Regions from separate parts of the Mus musculus genome. Here region 1 is linked to region 2. A link is a contact called in public Hi-C data. All regions are on one chromosome and are shown on one strand. Each heading gives the region's core, a stretch centred on a gene start, on an enhancer-like site or on the middle of the called end of the contact. The rest is flanking DNA. Distances are from core to core; before and after follow the strand shown.

What was found. Hi-C and Micro-C count contacts between places; a contact is called where the count stands out from the background.
Region 1: a Hi-C map of uterus shows a contact between it and region 2, with 1.8 times the contacts expected there. The contact joins two enhancer-like sites. A contact is called at or near these places in 1 of 484 Hi-C or Micro-C datasets (uterus) and 1 of 9 other capture datasets (embryonic stem cells).

Annotation. Positions count from the first base shown.
Region 1 is chr2:166,481,555-166,487,759 of GRCm38.p6, forward strand. No RefSeq gene overlaps it. Among named protein-coding and RNA genes, the nearest start is that of Gm30908, 13 kb to the left of the region's middle. Within about 2 kb of position 4,432, at least 28 of the 459 cell types and tissues checked have an H3K27ac peak or open chromatin away from gene starts, as enhancers often do. A contact at or near this core is called in uterus, where this site is marked.
Region 2 is chr2:166,367,881-166,374,773 of GRCm38.p6, forward strand. No RefSeq gene overlaps it. Among named protein-coding and RNA genes, the nearest start is that of Gm14268, 19 kb to the right of the region's middle. Within about 2 kb of position 3,326, at least 7 of the 459 cell types and tissues checked have an H3K27ac peak or open chromatin away from gene starts, as enhancers often do. A contact at or near this core is called in uterus, where this site is marked.

The DNA of each region.
Region 1 (6,205 bases), core at 3,182-5,681, 110 kb after region 2:
AAGAACACAGGACCTGTCCAAGCCTCTGATCCAACCTCTTGTGATTGCAGATGACCCCCTTCCTAGACCAAGGTCATGAGCACTCTAGATGCCAAAGCTAGAGGGGGAGATTCAGACCGCAGCACAGACTCTCAGGTCACCCGATACATGCTGGTCCCTCACCTGGAGCAGGGGTGGAAGATATAATTCAGAAGTCAAGTGGAATCAGGGAAGACTGGAGTTTTCAAGCAAGGACAGACAAAAGAACTCAGGTCCTGTGGGTAAAGGAGACACAGAGGCCAAGTCTACAACCATAAGCTGTGTCCCACGCCCCTTTGCCCCTTCTACCCATACCTAAAGCTGCAGTTCTGAGACACTGGGGAACAGGCCCTGCCTGTGGCCCCACCCTCCCGGAATGTCGACCCTAAACCGCCCCCACAGAGTCACTAACAGAGTCACACTCCCAAAGGTAGGAAGAGTACAGACGGGGGAACAGACTCATGTTGAAGGACACAATGTGGAACTCAGACCATCACTTCCCTTCCTACTGACCAGAACGCAGCCTTGTGAACACTTCAAGCCATGGCGCATGTGAGAACATCTTTACACTGAGAAATAGGAGGTTGTATTAATATAACAGCAGACAAGGGACACCAAGGGGCATCTAGAAAGTTCTACCCAGAAACGTTTAGCAGGATAAGCATTACTGGGCTACCCAGGCCTTGCCAAGTGCAAGAGGACGTTTTAAAAAGTCATCTCTTGGAGGGCCCAGTGTTCCAGGACTGACCCCAGAGTGTTCAGTAGAAGCCTGCCCTTTAAGGCCAGCATCACTCCCGTTTCACAGATAGAGGGGTGCCTGCCTCTCCCAGTGCCAGCAGACAGCCATGCCAAGGCTTCCTGCTCAGACCCTCTACTGGTTCTGATGTGGAGCCTCCCTTTCTTCGACTATTTGGTTGTTTTCTTCTCCACGTATAAGAAGAAAAGTGAAAAGACACCGATGATGCATAATTTGAACCCTGGGGTCTGTGCCTACTGTCTTCAGTCTCCATGTGGCTTCAGAATACCTTATTTAGTGGATCTTCTTCTGGAAAGGGCTATGTCTGTGGCTTACAAGAACTAAAGGCGTCCTATCTGATCAATTCCTTATTTGCTGTGGTGTGTGTGTGTGTGTGTGTGTGTGTGTGTGTGTGTGTGTGTGTGTGTTGCTTGCCTGTCTGCCTGCCTGCCTGCCTGTCTGTCTGTCTGTCTGTCTGTCTGTCCTGCCTCCATGTCCCATTTCCTGGGCTACCTTGACTTTGCATCCTCCCTGTGATGTCAGAGGAGCCATGAATCACAGTGACAGCTCTCCCAGTATCCAAGAGACCTCTCCTGGCTGCTAAGTCACCGTCCCCCATCCCCCACCGTCCCCTGTGAGAACCAGTCAGTGTGTTGAGCATCAGCTGAGGCTTCCAGATTCCATGGGGAATGACCCCCATTGTGTGTGCTGAGGACCAGGCAGCCTCTGGCTAACTTCTTGCTTCTCGGTGTCCTGGGAACCGGTGCTGTTTGCTCCTGTCTGGAGCCTCTGTGGCTGAGCCGAGCACAGGCTGCCCTGGCCAGTGTTTCCATAGCTGCCTCCAGGCTCCAGACCCCAGGCTGCTGCAGACTGTGAAGGAGGCCTCTCCTCTGCCCTCTGTGCTCTGTGCCATCTGCATGACTAAGCTTCCTGCCTTGCTCCTTCGAGTTGATGTCTCTCTATCTCCTATGGAGGGACAAATTATTTGCTCACTGACAGTGGCCTAAATTTGGCAGCAGCCTCAGCAGCATCTGTAACAAACCGGAGCCAGGTTGCCACACTTGATGGGGACAATTCCAGGCATGTCTCGACAGCCCGAGGATGTAAGGATAAAAATTACACCAGCCTCCAGCCGTGGCCGTAAGAGGAGTCTTGGCAGAGGAGGACGTGCAACTAAGAAGAAAAGTAAGGCGCTCTTGCCATGAAAACCTGGCTTGATTTAGCAAGCGCTCAAAAGCTCCTTCAAATGAGGTCACAGGCTCCCTGGGGAAAGAGCTACATCTAAGGAAGAGCAGCTCTCCCCCCTAACAGTCCTGAAGCTACATTGTAGATACAATTTCAAAATTCATTTCCACTGTAGTCCAAACTTAAAATGAAAGTCACAGATAGTATAATCTATATAGTTTTTTAAGATTTGCTTTATTATTTTATGTGCGTGTGTCTGCCAGTAGGGGGCATCAGATCTTTTGGTGATGCAGTTACAGACCTCTGTGAACCACCCAACACTGGCACTGGGAACCAGATTCCAGCCCCCACCCCTGATAGAGCAGCTAAGCGTACTGAAACTCTGAGTCATCGCTCTGGTCCCACACATGATCCTTTTGGTTCTGTTTTTTAAATTTGATGTCCAGGCTATAACATAAGAAGAAATATAAGGGAAAATAGAATAGTCGAGGTAATTTCAATGTGACAATGTCTCTCTTCCCACATGCAAATGCCCAGGCACAAGTGCCCATGAAGAACAGGTCAGCTTCCTGACCAAGACCAGTGACTAGTGTGTTGAGTTGGTCTCTCAAATGCCAAGTGTCATGGCTGCTGTTAGCATTCCTTCTAAGCTCCGCCCAACAATTACCTAGCAACAGCCAGTAGGCCTGGCTTCCTATAAAAGGGACAGATGGGCCTCTCTGACTCTGAACCCTGATTCCCTTTGCCCTCCTTAACACCTTTCTCTCCCCGACCCTCACATGTTCTTGGCCTGGCCAGCCTCTTCTCCTCTTCTCTCTCTCTCTCTCTCTCTCTCTCTCTCTCTCTCTCTCTCTCTCTCTCTCTCTCTCCATCCCCTCAACTCTCCTTCCCATGCCTCCAAATGAACTCTATTCTGTACTAGACCTATCATATGGCTGGTACCTAGGAATGGAGGGGAGGGATGCCTCAGCATAGGCTGGCTGAGGTACCCCCTCCCACCTCACCATACTGTGCTCCATAAAACATATCCTTTTTATAAAAGCACATCAGCTGCTGAGATCACCTTAGCAAGGTTTGGAGGAAATCCAGGTGAAATGTTGCTTGCCAGTGTCCATGAGAATTCCTGGGGAGCAGCCATGTTTGCAGAGACTGTGGCTGTTTAGCACTGTGGTGACTTGGAGAGGTTGGAACCAGGCAGGTTCCAGAGCCGATTACCTGACCTTGGGCTAGATCTAGCCATCTGTGACAGCCATTCCTTGCCCATCTCTGTGTGTGGACTAACAACTTGTGGCTAGTAGATAAAAAACTTGGGATCTACTAACTTAGCAGACTACTGGATTCCACGAATCCAAACGCTAGCAATGTCATCAGACACATCTGAGACCTCTAGGACAGCTCCCCCCATCTCTCTGCAGCCATCTGTCTGATGTACCCACCCGTGCACTCTAGCCTTGATTTATGACTTTCTCTTTTCTGTAAAACCATAAAAACATCATGAAACTGCTTCTGCCTTGGACCATGGAATCTGGGATAACTCAAATCTGTGTTCCTTAGCCACGCTCACTCAAAATGGCTACAGAATAAACTATCTCACGTTCCCCTTAGGCTCAGAATTGTTTTGTTTTGTTTTGCATTGACAGTAAACACTAGAGTCACCACTGGCCTCCTTCCTGGTCCCCTGTCATGAGAATGACCTCCATCCACACCCCTGCTGCCACAGTCCAGCCGATCGTCCTGCCCCTCCACTCCTGGTGCCTAGTCTGATGCGGCAGACTGAACTTCCCTAGGACCACGGGCCAGAGCAAATCTTTCTTCCCCCATCTTCTGCAGGACTGAGATGTCGTCTGCTCACATCTTAGCTTCAGGGCTGGCAGAGGATGGAGATGCCTCGGGCTGTGATGTATCCCAGGAGCTTCTTCTGTAGCCAAGAGAGGACCAGGCTGAACACAGAGGTTGACAGCAGTGGCTGCTAGGAGCACACACGCACACACGCACACACACACACACACACACACACACACGGGCTCACATGACCAGTGGGTGGAGCTAGTTGGGAAGGTTCCAGGAACATGAGAAGGTGGGATGCAGCTGGATGACCTAGCCTACTCTGGGACAGTCCTGGGACAGTCCTTTGCTGCTTAGTCCTTTCCCTCTCTGTGGATGAAGATACCCTCAACTGCACACACCCAGTGCCGCATCGCTCCCCTGGGTGTGTGGACCCAAATGACCCTGGACTGACTTCCCCTAAGCCAGGAGCCAAAGTAGCAACGTTTTAGTGGAGAGATGCTTAATGGAGGAACGATTTGTTTCAGCTCATGGCTTAAGACAGCCCAAGATAACTTTAGCTCTCAGTCAGCAAATTCCATCTTTCCACAGTCCGATGTTTTATTTAGCCAAGGTCAAATGGTCTGCAGGCTCCTCAGGATAGTTGTGGCTTCTCAGGAGAACTTCAGTTCCAGGGCTCAGATCCTTGCAAGCAAGATTTACTAACAGCTGGAAGCAGCTGGCAGGCCTCTCAGAACTAGAGCAGGATGCAAGTCTGCCTGGGGCACACCTGTCCCGGGCACTGGTGCAAGGTCACCCAGCACTAGCAGACCCTCCCACTGACTGCCTTCAGCTCCCTGATCCATCATTGCACCTCTGAAGAGGCAATACCCCGCTAGCTCCACACTGCCTACATGTGGCTGCCTAGTTCCACAGGTTGAGGCCTTCTAATGCCTGTCTGCTGAGTTCCTCTTGCCCTGTGCCTTTCTCTGGATAGTTTTCCACTCTGACCAGGATGAGGCGGGAAACCTAGAACACAGAGGCCTCCAGGGGCCTCCTGCCCCACTCCCAGGTATAAAGAACAGAATCCTCATTCCCTGAGTGAGCCAGACTCCTGAAGTCTGAAGGCTGCACACACACACACACACACACATGCATATCACATACACACACATGCATACCACACATCCACACTGATGCACACACACCCACACCTACACTGATGCACACACACATACACACACATGCATACCACACACCTACACTGATGCACGCACACACACATGCATACCATATACACACACACAATGCATACCATATACACACACACACATGCATACCATATACACACACACACACATTGCATACCATATACATAAACACACATGCATACCACACACCCACACTGATGTTCACACACATACACACACATGCATACCACACACCCACATTGATGCACACACACATATTCATACCACACACCCACACTGATGCACACACACATGCATACCACACACCCACACTGATGCACATACACATGTGCACAACACACACACATGCACACTGATGCACACACAGTGATGCACACACACACACACGTGTGTGAATGCACACATTGGGTGCTTCCTAATGGCTAGAAAACCTCCTTTCCCTCTCTATCCCTCTGTTGCAGAAACTCCCTCAGAGCTAACATGTCAGTCTCGAGGGGCTTGAGGCTCTCCACCAGAAGCTGCTTTCTCGGTATTTAACTGTGTCTGTGTGGGTCCCTGTGCACACGCTCACGTTCATAGGTATGTAGATTGCTCACATGTTATCTGTTACTAAGATACATCAAGACAACAATATTAATCACGATTTTAAAAAGCCTGTCAGTCTAACCTCATCTCACCGACTCGGTGCATTCTTATGTCCAGTCAAAGACACACACATGCACCAGGGTGGTCCCTAAGGACAGCATCTCCTAGAGACACTCTGTGTTAATGATAACACTGCCCCGTGGTGCTGCAGTGCTCCGAGATATTTTCAGATTCTATGATCAACTAGGATCAGCCACAATCAGGACTGGAATAAATATCTTTGAATATTTGTTATCCAAAGCATATGTATGCATACATATGCGCATATAGATGAGCCTCGGTTTCTATGGGACACTTTCCTAAAAATAGGGACTACTTGGGTGGAAGAATATGCGTATGTTTAACTTAGAGGTCGGTGGCTTCTGCCTGCAGCAAGATAAGACAGGGTTGGGATGAAGGAGCCATCTAACACTGCGTTGAAGGGATACGGAGAGCCTGCTGGCTGGGGAAGGGTCCTGGGAGTGTCCTGCTGAGGGAACACCACTAGGCAGAGAACCTGCAAAGGTACAGCAGGAACAGGGGACCAACAGGGGACTCCAAGCACAATAATAGCAGCAAGAGTAACAGCAGCTGAGACTGCGGAGCTGGCTCAGTCAGTAAAGCATTCGCCTTCAGACTGCGAGGACCTGGGTTCAAACCCTGAAAC
Region 2 (6,893 bases), core at 2,076-4,575:
AGTTGTGTATGTAGCTGTTTGTGTGTGTGTGTGTGTGTGTGTGTGTGTGTGTATGTAGCTCTGTGTGTGTACACTGAAGATGTTTCTCAGGGAATGTCCACCTTGATTTTAGAGACAGTGTCTCTTATATATAGTGGGACTTTCTCAGACCCGCCAGCAGTATGAATAATGACATGGTGGCTTCTAATAGTTTAAAGTTCAGGCCTTTTCCTTGGGCAGTTTCCTGGTTACTCTAAATTTAGCATGACTAACTAGCCTATGGCCAACCATGTGGCTAGCTCTATATCTTTCTCTGCTCTGCTGTGGCCCATGTCTGTTCCCTCCTTGTCTGCGCTCTGAATATCTCGCTTCTTTTTCTTCTCCAGAGTCTCTCTCTCTCTCTCTCTCTCTCTCTCTCTCTCTCTCTCTCTCTCTTTCCCAGCTATTGGCTGTCAGATCTTTATTTTTAACCAATCAGCAGCAAGACAATCTCTGATACAATTGTCTCTAGGCATTAAGGGCAGTTCGCCCTTCAAACATTTGATCAAGTGAGAAAGGGCTAGCGTTTACAAACGCTTACAAATGTAAGCCCAGGGATGGGCCATAGAAATGACAGTACCAATATCCTGAAAGTACTTAGCTCTCTACTAGTACAGAATTAACAATTGAAAATGCAGAGACTCACCTTCCCACGATGTACAAAAGGTTATCCCAACAGTCTCTCTGTGGACTCTGGGCTCCCTGATTAGCTAAGGCTGGATGACCACTGAGCCCCAGGGATCCGCCCATCTCCTCCCCATGGCTGGCATTTGGCTGCAGATGTGGGTCCTGAGTATGAGATTAAGGTACTGCTTGTCTCCAGGATCTTGAAGCTGACATCTCTGCTGGCAAGTTTTTATGTCAACTCGACACAGCCCAGAGTCACCCGAGAAAAAGAAGCCGAAACTGAGAAAATGCTCCCGTTAGATTGGACATTAGGCAAGTCCATGGGACATTTTCTTGACTGATGATTTATGAGGGAGGGTCCAGCTCCGTGTGAGTGATAGCATCCCTGTAAGAAAGCAGGCTGAGCAAGCCATGGGGAGCAAGCCAGTAAGCAGCATCCCCTCCATGGCTTCTGATTCAGTTCCTGTTTTGAGTTCCTGCCCTGACTCCCTTCAGGGATGGAACTTGACCTGAGCATTGTAAGCGGAAAGAAACCCTTTCCTCCCCAAGTTGCTTTTGGTCCTGGTGTTTTATCATCACAATCGAAACTAAACTAAGACAGGGTCCTCACAGATCCAGGCCAAGCTTCCAAGCATACGAATAAAGCAACAGACTCCTTTAGTCAAACAAAACCCCCATCTGTGGGAACAGAACAAGTCTACCCTGAGCTGTGAGATTAAAGGAAGAAAAGGACACATTGCGAACATCCCAACGTCCTGTCATCTTAGCTCTCCAAAAGTGTCTGTTGTATGTGTGAAGAAAGAGATTTTGGAGTCAGAAACACACTATACTAGACTCTACCAAGACAGGCTTTTCCCAGATCAATTTTCTTTCAATATCAAGCTTGTTGAGGAGAAAGCCCAAATTTAGTGCTAATATATTTTAGTCAATTTCTCAACCTTTGCTACCATTCATAAAACAAGAGGTCACTTCTTCAACCTTGGGGCTCTGTGATATTGGTATTAAATTTCAACTTGACCAGTCTGGAGTCACCCAGGAGACACACCTCTAGGCATGCCTGTGGGGGATTAGTGAGCCTCTGAGAGTGCCCTTGAGGGATTCTATTCATTAGTTTAATGGAGATGGGGAGACACACACTAAAAGTGGATAGTGGGCAGCGCCATTCCCTAGGCTTGGATCGCAGATGCGTCTGTGTAAAGAGGAGGAAGCCAGGTGAGCACAAGCCGTTCATTGTTGCTCTCTTGCTTGGGACTGCAGACGTCATATGACCAGTCGCTCCAAGCTCCTGCTGCTCAGACTTCCCACATGACAGACTGCATCTTGAGCCATGTGCCAAAATAAACTCTTCCTTCCTTGAGCAGCGTTTGTCAGTGTTTCCTTACAGGAATAGAAAGGCAACGAAGATGGTCCCTATGGGGAACAGCACGAAGCTAGAATTACCACCTGCCCTTCTTCTCATTGATTCTGGTTCCCTTACTAGAAGGTTAATCTGGCTTTGTTTATGCCCCCCCCCCCCCCGTCTCACAATTAAAATGTATCAACTGTTATGCTGTGAATATGAAACTTCCCCCACAGACTCGTGTATCTGAACACATTATCCCCCATGTTGGACTTTTGAGACCAGTGGCCCCGCTGGAGGCCCTGACTGTGAAGTTATGGCCTGGCTTTGTTTCTGGCCCTTCTTTCTGCCTCCTGGCTCACTAAGATGTGAGAAATAGCCACCTCTTGTTTCTGCTCTAATGGGCAGTACCACCCTAGACACAGTGCCCTCCCTCCTGTGATGGGCTGTGTCCCCAAAAACGGATGAGCCTGAGAAGGCCTTCCTCCCTCAGGCCATTCCCGTCAGGCGTTCTGTCATGGGGAACAAGAAAGGTAGCTAGATCCCCTGTCACGCGCTACAGTCATGACCATTTCAGACCATGGGCTGGTCTGTGCACCTCCATTGCTGCACCTCCCATTGGAACTGGCCAGTCAGTCACATAGCCCTGACTCAGGACAATCCTGTCACCACACTCCTTAGGATCCTTAGGAACAGAACTCCTTCCTATGCATTGAGGCCTATTTCACCACAGATAGAGTTACTGGAAAGATCAGAAGGTCTATACTCCTCCAAGTCTCAAACTCTCAGCCCAAGGGCTGGCACGTGTGAAAGAATGGTACTCTGTTCTTGGGCACAGAATCAGAGCTTGGGGACCCATAGCTCCCTTCTAAAGTGAAGGCAAGATGCATTCTTTCAGAGACTTAGGGTGGACATTGTGTGATTAGGAGAGAAGCCAGCAGCCTCTTCATACTGTCCCACCCCACACACCAATACAACTTCTGCTCGCACCCATGGAATCACCTTCTCTACTCTATTACAGGATGATTGACAAGGCTGACCCCACCCCATGACTCACCACAGGCCAACAGAACCATGCATCGCCTGCTTGGGAGGCTGGCTCGGGACAAGTGTGTCATTGTGGGTGCCAGGCACGCCACATCATGCATCTGTTCACCTCAGGTGGTTTGGTGTCCTCCCTGCAGTCAGCAGTTGGGCATATTAATTCTAAAAACATGGCTGTGTCAGGAGATCAGGGTTCCGTGGTGATTTCTATCCATGTTGTTACCAGATGTGAGCAGATGACTGGTAATGCTCCATGTGCAGGCGCTCCCAGCTCGTTTATCAGCAGAGCATCCCTGGAAGGGAGCACGAGGTCGATCTTTGTTTGCAGGCAGAGAAACCAGGGCACAGACGGATGGAACAAACATCCCAGGGCTCCATCGCTAAGTGCTGAATCAGAGATTCAAACTCAGCAGCATGGCTGGGAATGAGCCTCAACTGGCCTGTGACCTGGTTCTGAGACCCACAAGCAGCCCAAGATCCTTAACCTGAACACCTGGTAAGGTACCATGACACCCTCTGAACAGGGGTTTCTATCTTTGCAAATTCAGGCATCCTGCACAATAGAGTGGTACCTACCTTGGAAGTTTGACTGAAAATGGCCCCCAGAGGCATATATATTTGAAAGTTTACTCACCAGGACCCTGATATGATCAGAAGGATCAGGATTCTCTCTCTCTCTCTCTCTCTCTCTCTCTCTGCCTGTGAATCAGGATGTACCTCTCACATAGCTCTACTGGCCCAGTGTTCCCTCTATGACGATGCTAGACCAACCCTCTGAAACTGTAAGCAAGCCCACAGCTAAATGCTTTCTTTTTTAAGAGTTGCCTTGGCCATGGTGTCTCTCCACAGCAATAGAACAGTGACTACTTGTAATCCCCATTCACTAGGCAAAGGCGGGAGGAAAGTTCAGAAGTTCAAGGTCACCTTTGACAGTACAGTGAGTTGGTAGCCAGTCTGGGCTAAAGGAGACCTTGTCTCAATAAACTAAACAACCAACAAAATTTCCTCAACCTCTTACAGGGTCTTGACATGGCCCCAGGGTGGGTGTACATCCCATTAGGAAGTCTGTCCTCTGAAGAATAGGAGAGTAAAATCCTGAGCCTATGAAACTTAAGCCTGCAGCTGAGGGTGGTGGAGCCTGAGATGGGGAACACAGCTCCTCAAGAGAGAGTCTCAGAGATGGCGATGGCTCCTCCCACATGAGGGCGGGGCTAGAATTCTGTCTCTCTATTCATCAGAAGTGATGTTCAATACTCTGCTCCTGCCCTCACGGGAAGTGCTCCCTGCCTACCCCACCTGCCACCCCTGGATCCTGGGAGAGCTCCCCCTTACCTTGCCCACCTCAACTGCGGCAGAGGGGAGGCCATGGAAGTGTCCCTTGGCATCACATCGGGGGTAGGAGATGCAGGCACTGTGGCTTGCCAGGTTGCCCTTGCTGAGGGCCTGGGATGGAGGGCTCAAGGGCAACTGCGAAGTGAGTGCATCACTAAGTAGAACTTGAGAAGTCCAGAGTCCTTGAGAGGCTCAGGAATGAGATGTAGTCAAGCCGGGGGGGGGGGGGGGGTGGGCTTTGAATGTCTGAACTCAGTGGTACAGGAGAGTAGCTGTAGGCCATCACCAGCTCGGATGCTAATGTCCTCAGAAGATCTGAGAATGAGGCCCAGCAGAACACCCTGAAGTCCTGCCCATCTCCTTCATTGGAAACAGAGCTTCCAGTTGAGATGGACACATGGCTTCTGAGAAGGAGATGTTGCCCAACCTCCCTTCTTAGGTCAACTCCATCCCATCAGTTTTATGTGAGGAATATGTGCCTTTGTGCACTGGTTGGATGCCTCCTTCTGGGTCCCTGGGGATATGGACACTCTGACTGGTATTCAACAGCTACCTTGTATCTCGAAGCAGCCATGAGGAGGGAGGCCATCCATGCTGTAGCAGAAGTACTGGAAAGGTGTGTGACGTTTGACCTAACAGAGCTTCAGGAATAGGTAAGGACACTCAATTCTCAAAACCGCCTTTGAGTGACAGAATATAAACATACTCTCATGCTTAAGTCACCGTCACATTGAATTTTCTTGTTGCAGTAAATCTCCAACCCAAAAAGTGTGGGTAAAGAAATCACAACTCAATTAATAGGAATATAAGTTACACCCCTAGATTGGGCAGATCTACTGCTACACTACTATATTCCCCTTCTATGAGATCCCATATAACTTGGGGTTTCTCCAGGCCACCTGCTTCTGCTCCATTGTCCCTCCTCCTCCTCCTCTTCCTCGTCCATCTTCCTCTCTCCCCTCCTTTCTCCCTCAAACTTTTCAGCTCCACCTTCCCTTCTACTGTCCAATCACCAGCTCGAGCCTTTATTTGACAAATTAAGGTGGGGAGAAGGTTCACAAGAAGGCGCCTGTATATGTAAATTACTCTTCATATGCAACCCCTCCAGGGAAAGCAGAATTAGCATCAAAATACAAGACCAGGGCTATCCACAACATTCTCTGAGTTCTATCCCTACTAATAAAGAACCACATAATTTATGAGATTGATTGGATGGGAAGAAATTTCACCAGTTGAGCAATACTTACTGCTTATAGATCAAGTCTTTCATGGTCATGGTCAACCTGCCCCAGGAATCACAGGCTCCTCCGGGACCTCACATTCTCATCACATCCACTATTTACCAATCTCCTAGAGCTCTCTGGATGATCCCTGTCTACCCTCAGGACCAGCCAAGTACCACCCCTTTACTCTGGCTACTATCCGGGTGGACTAACTACAAGCCTTGTCTGTTGCTGTTTTCTGTGGGGGCATTGGGCTATGTACAGACAGGCTGGTCTCTAGTCGACTTGAGAGGTAGAACCCCGGTAGATCCTGGTGGTGATAATTCACCTACATAGGATGGAAGGCATTCCCTCATGTCTCCTGGACCCCTGGCTCCTGTCAAAGTTACCACCCCTACAGCCCCCACAAGAGAAGCGTGGCTAGTAGTCATGTAGACAATGTCCCAAGCTTCTGACCTTCAGGCTATACTCCTCCCCAGTTACCTAGCAACAACAAGATGACAAGCATACTATAAGAGGGGCTGCTTGGCCCCACCTCACTCTCTTACTCCCCTTACTCTCTAACCTCTTACTCTCTAGCCTTTCTTCTCTCTTTCTCTTTGCCCCTTCTCTCCTCTTGGCCATGTCCAGTCTCAGTCTCTCTCTCTCTCTCTCTCTCTCTCTCTCTCTCTCTCTCTCTCTCTCCTTCTCTCTTTCCCCCTGCCTTTCTACAATAAAGCTCTAAAACCATATACTGTCTCTGTTCATCAAGGACCAGACTAAGGATTCTTGCCTGGGTGGGAACCTCTCTCCCTCTGCCCTCTCTTTCTATATCTCTGGGGCCTGGTGCTGCTCTGGGACCCCTATTCTGTTCTCATCTCTGCAGTATTCAGCATGAGATGCCAGATACTGAGAACCTGGTACGGGGGCTGCCTCTTGTCCACCCCCCACTGAGTGGGGTCAGTGGCTTCACACAGCCAGATGCCCACTCGGGGCTGAGTGGAAAGCGTCCAGCAGTCCTACTGCATCCACCTGCCCAGAGCACAGGGACTCTGGCTGGATGCAGGCTCTCTCCCTTCCCCTCTTCCCCTACACCCCCACGCCCCACAATTTTCCATACTTGTCCAGCATCTGTTCCCCCAGCCATTGCCACTCCCATGACTATAGCAATGTCTGGATTTTCTGCAGAAGCACCCTTAGGGTCTGTGCCCATATGTCAGATGTGTTAGAGGTGCTTAGCAAGGCACTCCACTTCCCTCTTTGTAACACAGGTCTTGTATATAGAAGGCTTTTCTGAGCATTTGCAGAGCTGACTTCCAGAGGGCTCTGCC